Linked DNA regions of Xenopus laevis: region 2 is linked to region 1. A link is a contact called in public Hi-C data. All regions are on one chromosome and are shown on one strand. The core of a region is the stretch at or near the end of the contact, and the rest is flanking DNA. Distances in the headings are between cores, read along the strand shown. Region 1 overlaps LOC108712345 (FERM domain-containing protein 4A). Region 2 overlaps LOC108712345 (FERM domain-containing protein 4A).

What was found. A called contact is a pair of places that touch in the nucleus more often than the background predicts.
Region 2: a contact with region 1 is called in a Hi-C map of the XTC cell line, with 1.9 times the contacts expected there. The contact joins two enhancer-like sites. A contact is called at or near these places in 2 of 4 Hi-C or Micro-C datasets (the XL177 cell line and the XTC cell line).

What each region holds. Positions count from the first base shown.
Region 1 is chr3S:69,409,955-69,416,081 of Xenopus_laevis_v10.1, forward strand. It overlaps LOC108712345 (FERM domain-containing protein 4A), which reads right to left. Exons shown (of 23, transcript XM_041588462.1): 12 at 3,857-3,933; 13 at 225-363. Among protein-coding and RNA genes, the nearest start is that of bend7.S, 67 kb to the left of the region's middle. Within about 2 kb of position 3,092, at least 3 of the 7 cell types and tissues checked have an H3K27ac peak or open chromatin away from gene starts, as enhancers often do.
Region 2 is chr3S:69,443,939-69,450,065 of Xenopus_laevis_v10.1, forward strand. LOC108712345 (FERM domain-containing protein 4A) reads right to left here. Exons shown (of 23, transcript XM_041588462.1): 7 at 5,738-5,760. Among protein-coding and RNA genes, the nearest start is that of bend7.S, 100 kb to the left of the region's middle. Within about 2 kb of position 3,948, at least 1 of the 7 cell types and tissues checked has an H3K27ac peak or open chromatin away from gene starts, as enhancers often do.

The sequences.
Region 1 (6,127 bases), core at 1,842-4,341:
GTAACAGTAAACTTCTGTGTATACAAAATTAATATGGCCATAGACGTGAAGGTTTTAGCCTCATGTTCAATGAACGGTCTATTGTAAGATTGTATCAAGCATATGACACTATCTCAAGTTTCCAAATATTTGTCCTGTATGGGATAATGAAGGAACAACCTATAAGGTAGAAGGGAAAGCAATGGATCCTTTTATCCATTAAAAATGGTGTCCTGGCTTCTTACCTTGCTCTGCTTCCTGTCGAGATAGAATTGATGTTGGCTAATGGCCATAGCCCAGATGGACTTTATAAGGGCTGGACAGGTGTACCATGTGTGCACTGCAATTCCACCATGTCCAAACGTCCTTCTGGTAACAGACGGCCTGTTAACATACATAGAGAACAGAAAAAAATGAACTGTGATTTCCTCTGGACACACAAAACAGACATGTGAGGAGGAAGTATAAATCAGTTTACAACTGTGTTGAACAAAATAGCTTACTTCCTGCATGTTCAGAATTGCTAGATAATCAAATGGATTGCAGGCTACCATTAACCCACAGATGAGACTTCTACAGAAAGGGATTGGTGTACTTTGTCTTTCTTAAAAATGGTATAATCTCTGTGGAATCAATGGAGTTTTCATTTAGTTTTTCATTTGTGCTATAGCTTGCATTAAAAAGTCATAACAAAAAATACTGTACATCGAAAATACAAAGCATTAAATAAAAGAATATGAAGAATTGTAATCAGTCTCTTAAGCTTTTACTATAAACTAACTTGTGGTATAGTTATACATAAAGCATCAGCTTTTGAATTATTACTACAATATATACTTGTAGATACCATACTAATCTGTGAAACCTGCTGCTTTTAAGCATATGTGCATTATAATACCCAGCAGCCTCAGCTAATGTTTAAGTGCTACAGATGGAGAAACACAAGATCCATATCCTCTACTCTAAAGCAAATAACAGTGTTGGAATTTGTGGCACTTAGCTTGGCTGTCAACCTATATAAGCAAGGTAAGTACCATTAAGATAAACCACAAGAAAAACAAATATTTATGATAGAAAAAAGATGTGGTTTTTAACCTACTAAGTGCCATAACAGGTATGAGCCTCAAAGGGGGCCAAACTGTTCACTTATATATGTTCACTTATATATGTTGTGTTATCTAGAACAAATGCAGTGATTAAGGCAAATAGTAACTAATAGATGGCATATACCAATAACAGTGTGAACAGTTGAATCATATATTTGTCTTTTTTTTTAAACGTTATTAAAGAGTTACAAAACAATTGGTGAACTTGATGAACATCCGAAAATGGCCATTCCTTTAGGACCCACTGCTTCTAGAATTTAGAATTACTGTATCACTTGCATCCTGCTAAGAGAATTATCTATGTAATACTGGAAGTCTGTGTAGTAATATCTATCTATTGGTAAAGAGGTGGGATACACACTAAGGCTAGTGTCATTAAGATTGATATAAGGTAATAGAAGATTTACAGTTCTGCAATATTACTATATTCTCTATATTCTCTGATGACACCAACAGAGATTATGTTGTTTTACTTCTCTTTTGGAGGGCAATTTGCAGCTTAAATCTGCCCATGTACCTGAAGACAGTTTGCACATAATAGTCTGTAGGGCACACAAGTAGGAGCACAGGCATATGATGATGCAGTAGAACACTAACATGAAGGTGGCAATACCAACAAGCTTTCACTAAATTCACTAGGATCTGTGACTTTTATAGCACTGTGGCTGTATAAAGAAAACTACAAAGCAAACAGATACTGCTTTACATGGCTTAACATTCAGCTCCCACTGGGTCTTACTGATATGTTAAGGACATCCGTATTACAGAAGAAAGAAAGGGTTGGGGAAAAAGCTCATTAATCCCACTGTGTCCATTAAAAAGACTTGAGTATAACTTTGTATGTCATGCAGATGTGAAACAATGTGACCAGACTGGTTGGTAAAACAAACCCTAGTAATTGTAGCATTTGGAAAGATGCTGACATCAGGATAAAAGAGTTGGTAGACCTGGTCATATTTAGAGAGAAAACATTTCACTGCTTGGGCACCAGGGAGATCTTCCTAAATCCACCCTGCACTCATGTAATTTAAACTGTCATTAATCAGGTTCTACAATACAGCCAGTTTCATCTGAAATCACAAATTATTCAAACAACCTCTGTGTAATTTATTTTGACAAACTCCAATGTCAGAAAATGTACAGTTTAGCTGTTACCAATGGCAGACACAAAGTTTAGCTTGCTTCAAGCAAATCACTGTTTCAACTGGAATTGGCGGCTTTCAGCGCTCCAAATATTGATGTATTACAACTCTCACATTCAGATTGCTGCAAGATGTAGTTCAATAATACATGGAAGGCTATGGGTTGCAGGATCCTGATTTATAACTACGCCCGGAGAAACAGACAAAAGATTTATAAGTACAGGTATGGGATCCGTTATCCAGAAACCCGTTATCCAGAAAGCTCTGAATTACAGAATGGCCATCTCCCATAGACTCCATTTTATCCATATAATCCACATTTTTAAAAATGATTTCCCGTTTCTCTGAAATTATAAAATAGTGCCTTGTACTTGATCCAAACTAAGATATATTTAATCCTTAATAGAAACAAAACCAGCCTCTTGGGTTTATTTAATGTTTACATTATTTCCTAGTAGATTTAAGGTAGGAAGATCTAAATTACGGCGAGATTAGTTATCCAGAAAACCCCAGGTCCCAGGCATTCTGGATAAAAGGTCCCATTCTTGTACAATTAGTTTTATTTTTAAGTAATGGAAAACCGAACCTGGTTAGGGTGATTTTTAACAAATTTAGCAGTCCTGGCTGTAAGCAGACTGAATATATTACATTCATTGTTTTCATTATACTGATTCACAACAAAATAAAATAGCAGAGGCAAAAGGAAACTTGATCTCCCCAGCAGTAAGCAATGCCTGGCTGGACTGCTATTTTATATTCAGCATAACTTTGTCTTAACTTTTGACTTTATTCTCTTTGTAGTGAAACTCAAGTCGCCGTAGCTGTGCTGTGATACAGTTGGACCTTGGGAGTAAAACCCACCCACAAAAACATTAGAACTAGCAAACAAGCAGCAGCTGAGATCTACTAGGAGTTTAAAACAAAGGGAGAGCTGGCACATATGCACATGAATCTCCCAATCTAAAGGGGCTGCCTTCATTCCTCTGTAGGTAGCACATACAGACAGTCGCTAAGCCTGTGTATGTACAGACAACAACTATTATTTGTCTGAAGAAAGTCTTAATATGATTCCTGGGTCTGTACAAATGGGGGATGAACTAATTGGCATATCTGATTGACAAGCTAAACTTATTGATAAAAATAATGGTATATGGCATGGTTGCATCAATCGGGTATGTGCAAACTGTGATGCTGCTGCAGTTGTTGCACTGTATTTCGTAGCTGTTGTCGGATCCAGAGGAAGGCAAGATACTCCTGCACATGAACTATTTCTGGCGTTAAAAGGGGGATGGCTACAAATATTGTGCTAGTGTCACAGCAGTCAGTGTGTAGTGCAAAGTATGGGGCACATCACACTGTTGCTACAGCTAGCCCAGGCAGACAACATGTTTCCAAGAGATCCTTCAGTGAGCCCTATTCCAATGCAGTTTTATCACAGGAAACATAAAATGCATCACTGGTATACACACACACACAGGTCACGCTTTGTATACTTAGAACAAAAACAGATTTCAATGTTAGCTTGCACTGAACTTCACTCTTATGGTAGACTAGGAACAACAAAGACTACATTGTATGGGAGAATGTCGCTTGATTAGAGAAGAATAAGATAGCACCGTGCCACCTCACCTGCGAGGATCATGAACCTCTACTGAAAACTTCTTCTCCCTGAAGTAAAGGTTTTCCAGCTGCCTCCATTGGAAGACCTAGACAAGAGTAAAGCTGTGGTCAGTCACCATTTCCAGGAACACATTGTCAGGTAATTCCTCTGTAACAATCCAACATGCCTTCCACGCTATAGATCAATGATATGACACATTTCTATCTCTTGGACGATGCTCCTTTTTATTGGTGATTCCTTTCCCCATTCAGTCCTTAATGAAGTAGTTAAAACAAGAAATCTCAGGAGCAAGCAGTAGCCATCTGTGAGTACAGATTCCCCCTTTCAGAGTGGGGAAATGGCAAGGAATTCAAATTCCCCTGCCTCCCATTGGAACGGCCACTTCCTGCCCACTAAATGTGTAATAGTCCCTGACAAGCACTGTTGCTTGAAGCAGCTTCTAAAAAAACCCAGGAGAGGGCGGGGGCTGAGGGCTGACCTTAATTCTAGGCAATGTGAGATGATAACAATGTGAGCTTGTAAAAGCAGCTCCCAGTGTGCACAAAGCTCACATTTTCTGCAGTTATCACGGGGCAGCAGAAACCAGGCAAATGCTTTCATTTTGGGATAAGACAGAGGTATGTGGTGACAAAGGAGTTAAGTGATGCGGTGCTTGCTCTCAAGCTATGTCAATGATTTATAAAAACCGGGTTCAAGGTTAATGAATGGTAGTGAGTGGCAGAATTCTCATGATAATGGGCTGCACTGCCCCTCACCCCTCAACGTTTTAACCTTTAGCAGCTCCCCATTCATTGAAAGGAGAAAGAGACTGTGCTTTATATCACTTCCCTTTCATTATAAAGTTCAGAATCTAAGAAAAAAAAAAAAAACAGTAAACTTTTCCTCTACAATGTTCTAGTTAGAAACAAATTATCTAGTAACACAGGAAAAAGTTCCCGTCCTGGTAGCCATTATCAAACAGCCAGTGGTGGGCTCTAGTATTTTTTCAATAGCAGTAGACCAATCAGAATAAACTGCTGCGTGGTTGCTATGCAATTCCGCCCCATACACTAGGACAGCACAGGATAAATGCCATGTTGCATAGCTAAAGGGGAACTATCTCGAAAATGAAAATTTATAATAAGCTTCAGCATGCTGAAATGAGAAACGTTCTAAATGCAATCAATTAAAAATTCTGTACTGTTTCAGAAGTTCATCTTCACTATTCCTCTCTCAGCATCTGTTTCTCTTCTTTCTCTTTTCATGCAAGAGTTGGGTGTCAGATAATCATTGACATTTAAATCTAATATATCTTATAGGGGGGCTCCTTTTGCCTAGAAGATGTATTAGAACTTACTCAATTAAAATCACCAGACATCATGTCTCACATGCAGGATTTGTGCAAAAAGCAGTTATTTTGTTAGATTTTGTTTGTACTGGAATCAGTTATTTGAGTGAGCTCTAATACATCTGCTAGGAAAGGAAACCTCCCCTATAAGATATATTGTCTCTAACTGTCAATGAATGTCTGACACCCAACTGCTGAATGAAGAGAGAATGAAGAGAAACAGATGCTAAGAGAGGGATAGTAAAGATAAACTTGAATATTTCAGAAACAATGCAGAATATTTCATTAATTGTATTTAAAAAGTTTCTTATTTCAATATGCTGAAGCTTATATTAAATGCTCCCTTTAATAAATAAGAATAAATGATGAACTAGTTATAATAAACAATAACAAGTTATAATAATAGAGGGTCTTCATTATTTATTTATATAAAGCAACGTGGATCTGGCGTGGAGACTATACACTGACAAGGAGCTCAGCCCTGATTCCTTTCTCATGTACATCACAACTCTATGATATTATATAATACACAGTATTTTCTATAACTTTATTTATACATTGGACATAATACAGATGAAGTGAACAAAGTGAAATAACTTTTCTTTAAACTGACTGGTTGATAGAACTGTTCAGTGTAACAAACATGACTGTTGTATACATTTTTACATCAATGCATAAATGCTATATTATTGATGGCCACGAACAAAAGATACATTGGGGCTCATTTATTAAAGCAGCGCAGCGCATAAGTGGACGCAAAAGGTTGTCTGCGCCATCACAAGCGTGATCGCTAATATATTTGCGTGATATTGCGCATAACACAGAGCTTTTGCGATGGTTTTGTTTATGCGCATTGCGCAAAAGATTGGGCATTTATGTCGCAAACGATGCCGTGGTTGTTAGGGGCGTGGCTGTGGGCGTGGCTACAATGCGCTTGCACTGCGGCCGTCGC
Region 2 (6,127 bases), core at 2,698-5,197, 35 kb after region 1:
AGGTTTAACCTATTTATATAGTACAGAAATGTATACTAAACATAGTCAAGAGAACTATGTTGCCATTTTGAAATCAATTAGTCATATATTAGCTTTTCTGTAGCTTTTATTTTTTTCCATTTTAATTTTTTTTATTGCACAGTAAATAAACAAAGCAAGTATACATTTTGTACAACAGTGTCAGCAAAGTTTACAATATTCCAGTGGAAAGCACCTGTACATATGGTACTTTAATAGGTAGTTAAAAAGTCAGACCGGAGATATAATTTGCTACCTAACCTAAAGCTGTATGTCATAAATCCTAATTTGGATGATAGTGTGTAAAAAGTTATTTTGAAAACAATAAACAGAACAACCTACACACAATATTGTGGTGTACAGTAATTTACACTTATATGGGAGGCAGACAACATTAGCAGGTCTATAATTGGGTATCTAGATGTTTAGGGTTTCCATATGAGCCTAAACTTTTTAACATTATTATTCACAAGTGCGGTGATCTGCACCATTACTAGTATTCTCCAAGTTTAGCCTGTATAGGTGCCCAGATCTGGGTTATTGGGCCCTTTCAGTGCCTGGCTATAATCATTCTAGCAGTTGAACATATTTTAAAGGGATACTGTCATGGGAAAACATGTTTTTTCAAAACGCATCAGTCAATAGACAGCAGAGTTCTGCACTGAAATCTAATTCTCAAAACAGTTCTTGCCAACAAGGTATATTGCCTACTGTAGCAGGAAAGCCTACACCAGCGTTTATAAAAGCATAATCAAACAGATTTTTTTAAATTCAATTTTAAAATCTGACATGGGGCTAGACTAGGGTTGCCACCTTTTCTGGAAAAAATTACCGGCTTTCCTATATATTTATCTTTTTTCCCTATTAATAACAATGTGATCAACCATCATTTTTACCGGCCAGGTGGAAACCCTAGGCTAGACATATTGTCAGTTTCCCAGCTGCCCCAGTCAAATGACTTGTGCCTGCACTTTAGGATGGAACTACTTTCTGGCAGGCTATTATTTCTCCTACTTAATGTAACTGAATCAGTCTCAGTGGGACTTGGCTTTTACTATTGAGTGTTGTTTTTAGATCTACCAGGGAGCTGCTATCTGGTTACCTTCCCATTGTTCTGTTGTTAGGCTGCTGGGTGGGGAAAGGGAGGGGGTGATATCACTCCCAACTTGCAGCACAGCAGTAAAGAGTGACTAAAGTTTATCACAGCACAAGTCACGTGACTGGGGGCAGCTGGGAAACTGACAATATGTCTAGCCCCATGTCAGATTTCAAAACTGAATATAAAAAAAATCTGTTCTTTTGAAAAATGGATTTCAGTGCAGAATTCTGCTGGAACAGCACTATTAACTTATGCTTTTTGAAAAAAACATGTTTTCCCATGACAGACAGTATCCCTTTAAATATCAGTACAGGTATGGGACCTGTTATCCAGAATGCTCGGGACTTGGGGTTTTCCGGGTAATTTGGATCTTCATAGCTTAAGTCTATTAGAAAATCATGTAAATACTATTAAATAAACCCATATTTTTTGCTTCCAATAAGGATTCATTATATCTTAGTTGGGATCAGAAACAAAGTACTGTTTTATTGTTACAGAGAAAAAGGAAATCATCATTATTATTTGGATAAAATGGAGTCTATGGGAGACAGGCTTTCCGTGATTCCGAGCTTTCTGCACAATTTGTTTCCGGATAATGGATACCATACCTGTAGTGTGGTGTATTTGCTATAGCCGAGTCCGAGGGAAAAGTTTGAGTAGAGCGATTTTAGGACATGGGGGTATTGTTAGGGCACATATTGTACTGATTTCCATAAAGACAAGGTCCTATACTTTACTTGGGGGCACTGCCACCACATATACATATAAATGCCTGCATCTCTGCAGCCTCTGAAGCATGTGGAAGGTATGTTGCTCTGCATTCTGTAGAGATTTTAGGGTGTCATGTACTACCTAGCAATAATTTTATTTCCATTCTCTTTCAATAAACATATTAGTTGAAATCTTAGCTATGTTTTCATATACCTCATTCCAGGATTCATCTCTGTTGCTTTTATTTTAATATGGATCATTCCAAACTGCATCACAGACAAACATACAAAGGCAACAGATGCTGCAGTATCATGTTAACTGTCAGCTGCTACACACTCAACCACACATCCTTCTTTTGTTTCCAGTGTCCACTGTTTCCATCATGGTTTTGATGCTTTATTTCAGAAAATGATTTAAACAAAGAAAAGCCCAAACAGAGCTAAAAGCTGCTAAAAGTTGAAAGTAAAATTAATTTTGTTTAATTTCTACTACAGAACATGCTGGAACTTATTTCAAGAATGAAAACACAACAGTAATACCCATTTTATAATATATACAACTAAAATAGAATGTATTTTCCTTTCCAAACTTTACCATTCTGCTCCAGAAAAAATATATAAATTGCCTTTCTGGCTGGCTGCACGCTGGTAAGCATCCACCTGCCAGCAATGGTTAGTAATATAGAAATGTCCAACTGGTTTTATTGGAATTGACAAGGAGAGGCCTAATCTTAACATGCTAATATTAAGACATGTTCAGGTTCAGTGAACATTTTGCACTTGAGACATATTTGTGAGGTTGGAGCCTGTGTGTAATGTTATTTCAATCACATTTGACAATCATAATGGCACTGAACCATGAACCATGATCTCTACATGAATCAGCCTTCTGAAGCTGAATGGATCAAAGGCACAATACCCCTAACGTAATTTACATACAAATAATTATAGGATGGTGGCACACATAAAGATTTGGGGGAGATTAGTCGCCCAGTGACATATCTCCTCTTCTTCAAGCGACTAATCTCCCCGCAATGCCTTCTGCCGGCAAGTATGTGAATCGCTGGCAGGAAAGCATGCCATCCCACTGACGTTTCACATCCCGAAGGCATTGTGGGGAGATTAGTCACCCAAAGAAGAGAAGATTTGTCACTGGGCGACTAATCTCCCCCAAATCTTACTGTGTGCAACCAGCTTTAAAAGGGTGAGAGTGGATCTCACTGAGCGATAGGACTGCTATTTTAACTGCTGGTTAAAAACATTAGTCAGCCTCACGAGGAACTTCGAGTGACTTCCGAAAATTATGCGCTCCGAGTGCCATCCTGCTGTCAATTTAATATTTTCTAGCTGGCGAGTAGGCAGTTCAGGGAGATTAGTCACCCGTAGAAGAAGAGATTTGTTGCTGGGTCACTAATCTCCCGAAAAAGCAGTGTGGCTCTGCCCTAAGAACTGGTTTGTTTATCTGACTAACACCTAAAGTGTTAAATGCCAGGAAGGATGATTTGTTATCTGTCTCACACATGTCTATCTTTGGCATGTAAAAGACCACAACATCAATTAAGAAAGACACAAACAAGTGTAGAGTTAAAATAAAGTGAATGTAGCACTTAGTGGCACAGGCCCAGCTCTAACCTTTGCTGTGTCAACAACCTACTGAAATGGATCATATTTCTGCTCAGAGATTAGAATGTTTACAGAAATCTTTGCCATTCCCTAAACTTGCCTGTTTGTAAGAGCTCAGGTAAAGAAGGCCGTTTTTCTTCCAGAACTTCTGGGGAACTGGCTTTTATCAATAAAACATCTACACTGGGGGTTGGGTAATGTTTGGATTTGGCTGTTTAAACAGAAATGGAAATTCTTTGTATGCACAGTGTTTAACATTTAAATAGATGATCTGTCATTTAAGTATAGCTACAAAGTTAAGAAGGCAGAGACATCATACATCAGCATGGTTACTATTGCTAGGTTAGCCACACGCCTGTCCGTCTGTCTTATTTATTGCTGCTGTAAGTGCTTGGCCTTTGCATTTCATGTCATATCATTGGTGAGGGCAAATTAACAGCAATAAGGTATCTCTTTCTGCAGCTTATTAAATACACATGCAGTTTTCCTTAAAAGGCTTTTTGTGTGACTTCTTATGGGAAACATCAAAATCCCCCACCCCATATGGCATGAGATGTAACAGAAATATTAAAGCCATATTAGATTTCTTTGGCTGTTTAGACTTGTTAACTCCTTCACTCCTGTTAAGACTGCAGCTAATTGCTAGGCAGAGCCATCTCCAGAGATTTGTTATTCCACCTCATCTGAAATGAAAGTAACACTAAAACAAAGGTAAAAAGACAAGTAATAATATAAAGGCATAAAGCTTTGTATATATTGTTTTGCAGCAGCATGGGAAATAATGCGTATTGGAAAGGGCCAGAAACCACATAAAAATAACTATGTTAAGAACCCAATAAACTAATTTTATTAGGCAATAATGCACACAAAAAGTTCTTTGCAGGATAGAAAAGAATGTGTTATGCTAAGCTGACACATATCTTGACCAACCAGGTACACAGTAATTAGTTGGTGCAGAAGGAGCATACTTGTTTTTTCTACGTATACTTTATGGATAGCAACTGTTGCTCAGCACATATCAGTACCAGCCACAAAGCAACTTATCTGCCAAATGTCTATGTGACAGGGGCCCAGAAGGACAGTGCTTGCTTAAATCATAGTTTGGTTATATGAACATTACAGTCTATGATCTATGTCTTGATCTCCAAAGCAATGGTATGAATGTCTTTCATCCTATTCCAGAGAAATCCAGAGTAGGAAAGGTAATAACATAAATCCTAATGAGCTGGTGCAGTAACTAAACACATCAGCAGAACTAAAATTGATTGTTGTGCCATGGATTGCAAAGTGACCTCTGCAACTGTTTGAAATGCTTTCTATTTTTCTATTAAAAAAAACTTTTGAATCACTAATTATTTAAGTGCAGCCTACCAGTATTGCAAAACACCAGAACCACCTTGCTCCCAGATGGATATTGGATAAGAGATGGGTGTGAACTCCATTGATAAATATGATACTAAAAATCCCATAGAAATCAATAAAAAGCGCAGATTCTATTGTTGTCTTTTCATTTACTGCATGTTGTGTCATATGTATACTGGCAACATTGCACATAGCAAATTCAGAAGACACCAGCATTTACAGGGTTACAGTAACAATACATATTGTCAGTCGACCACAAACAACATGCTTATTTAGTGCTTTGGGCATCTCTTTATCTTTACATATTGAACAGGGCCCTCTTTATCTTTTATATTGTTCAATATTTGTATGCAATATGTGTATTCATTGAATACACCCATCTATTGTACAGCAATGTGAAATACATTGGGCTTTATAACTATGTGCTAATAACATTAATAATTAATGCAAAGTTACAAAGAAGTTACTACATTATGGATTATTAAACTACCAGTGTAAAAGCAAATTCACATAACTGATAACATTTCTGGTAGTGGGCTGATAAAGTCAGGTGGGAGAATGCACAACTTCAATGGAACAACCACTGTTCTTGAAGGAGAAAACAGCTTATGATGCAATGTCAAAGGTCTCAGAAGTCACACAGTAGCAAGCCATGGATTATCATAGAGATTTAACACTGAACTGTTGTTAGCCACAGCTTTCAATGGCTGTCTATAGATGCTGAGATCTGTAGCTCAGCAACAGTTAGTGATCCCTGCAAATATTCAACCTCCCACACTTCCTTTAGCCCTCTGCTATATATATATATATATATATATATATATATATATATATATATATATATATATATATATATATATATATATATATATATATATTATATATATATATATATATATAAACTTGATCGAATCTGGAAACTTACCTTGTAAAATCTCCCTTTGCTTCCTAAAGGAAAAAAGGAAAAATAAAGTTAGCACTTTTCGGGATACCATATGGTGAAGGCTAGAAATGGATGTGTTCCATAGAGAATATAATGTACAAATAAACCTATGTTCACACATGCTTAAAAACATACAAATACATACTTGCACAGGGATAACAATTGGGTGGCTTTTGTAAGAAAAGCTACCGGTATATCAGTTTTGTTTATTTAACCAACCTGATCATTTGGTTACATTGTTGGACTGGGACACCAGGGGCCCACTGAAAAACCTTAGACCAGGGGTCCACCAAAGAACCATAGACCAGGGGCCCATTTTCAGTACTATTATTCTTCTCACTCAACCTCTATTCTCCTAGTCTCTGTTCTTTA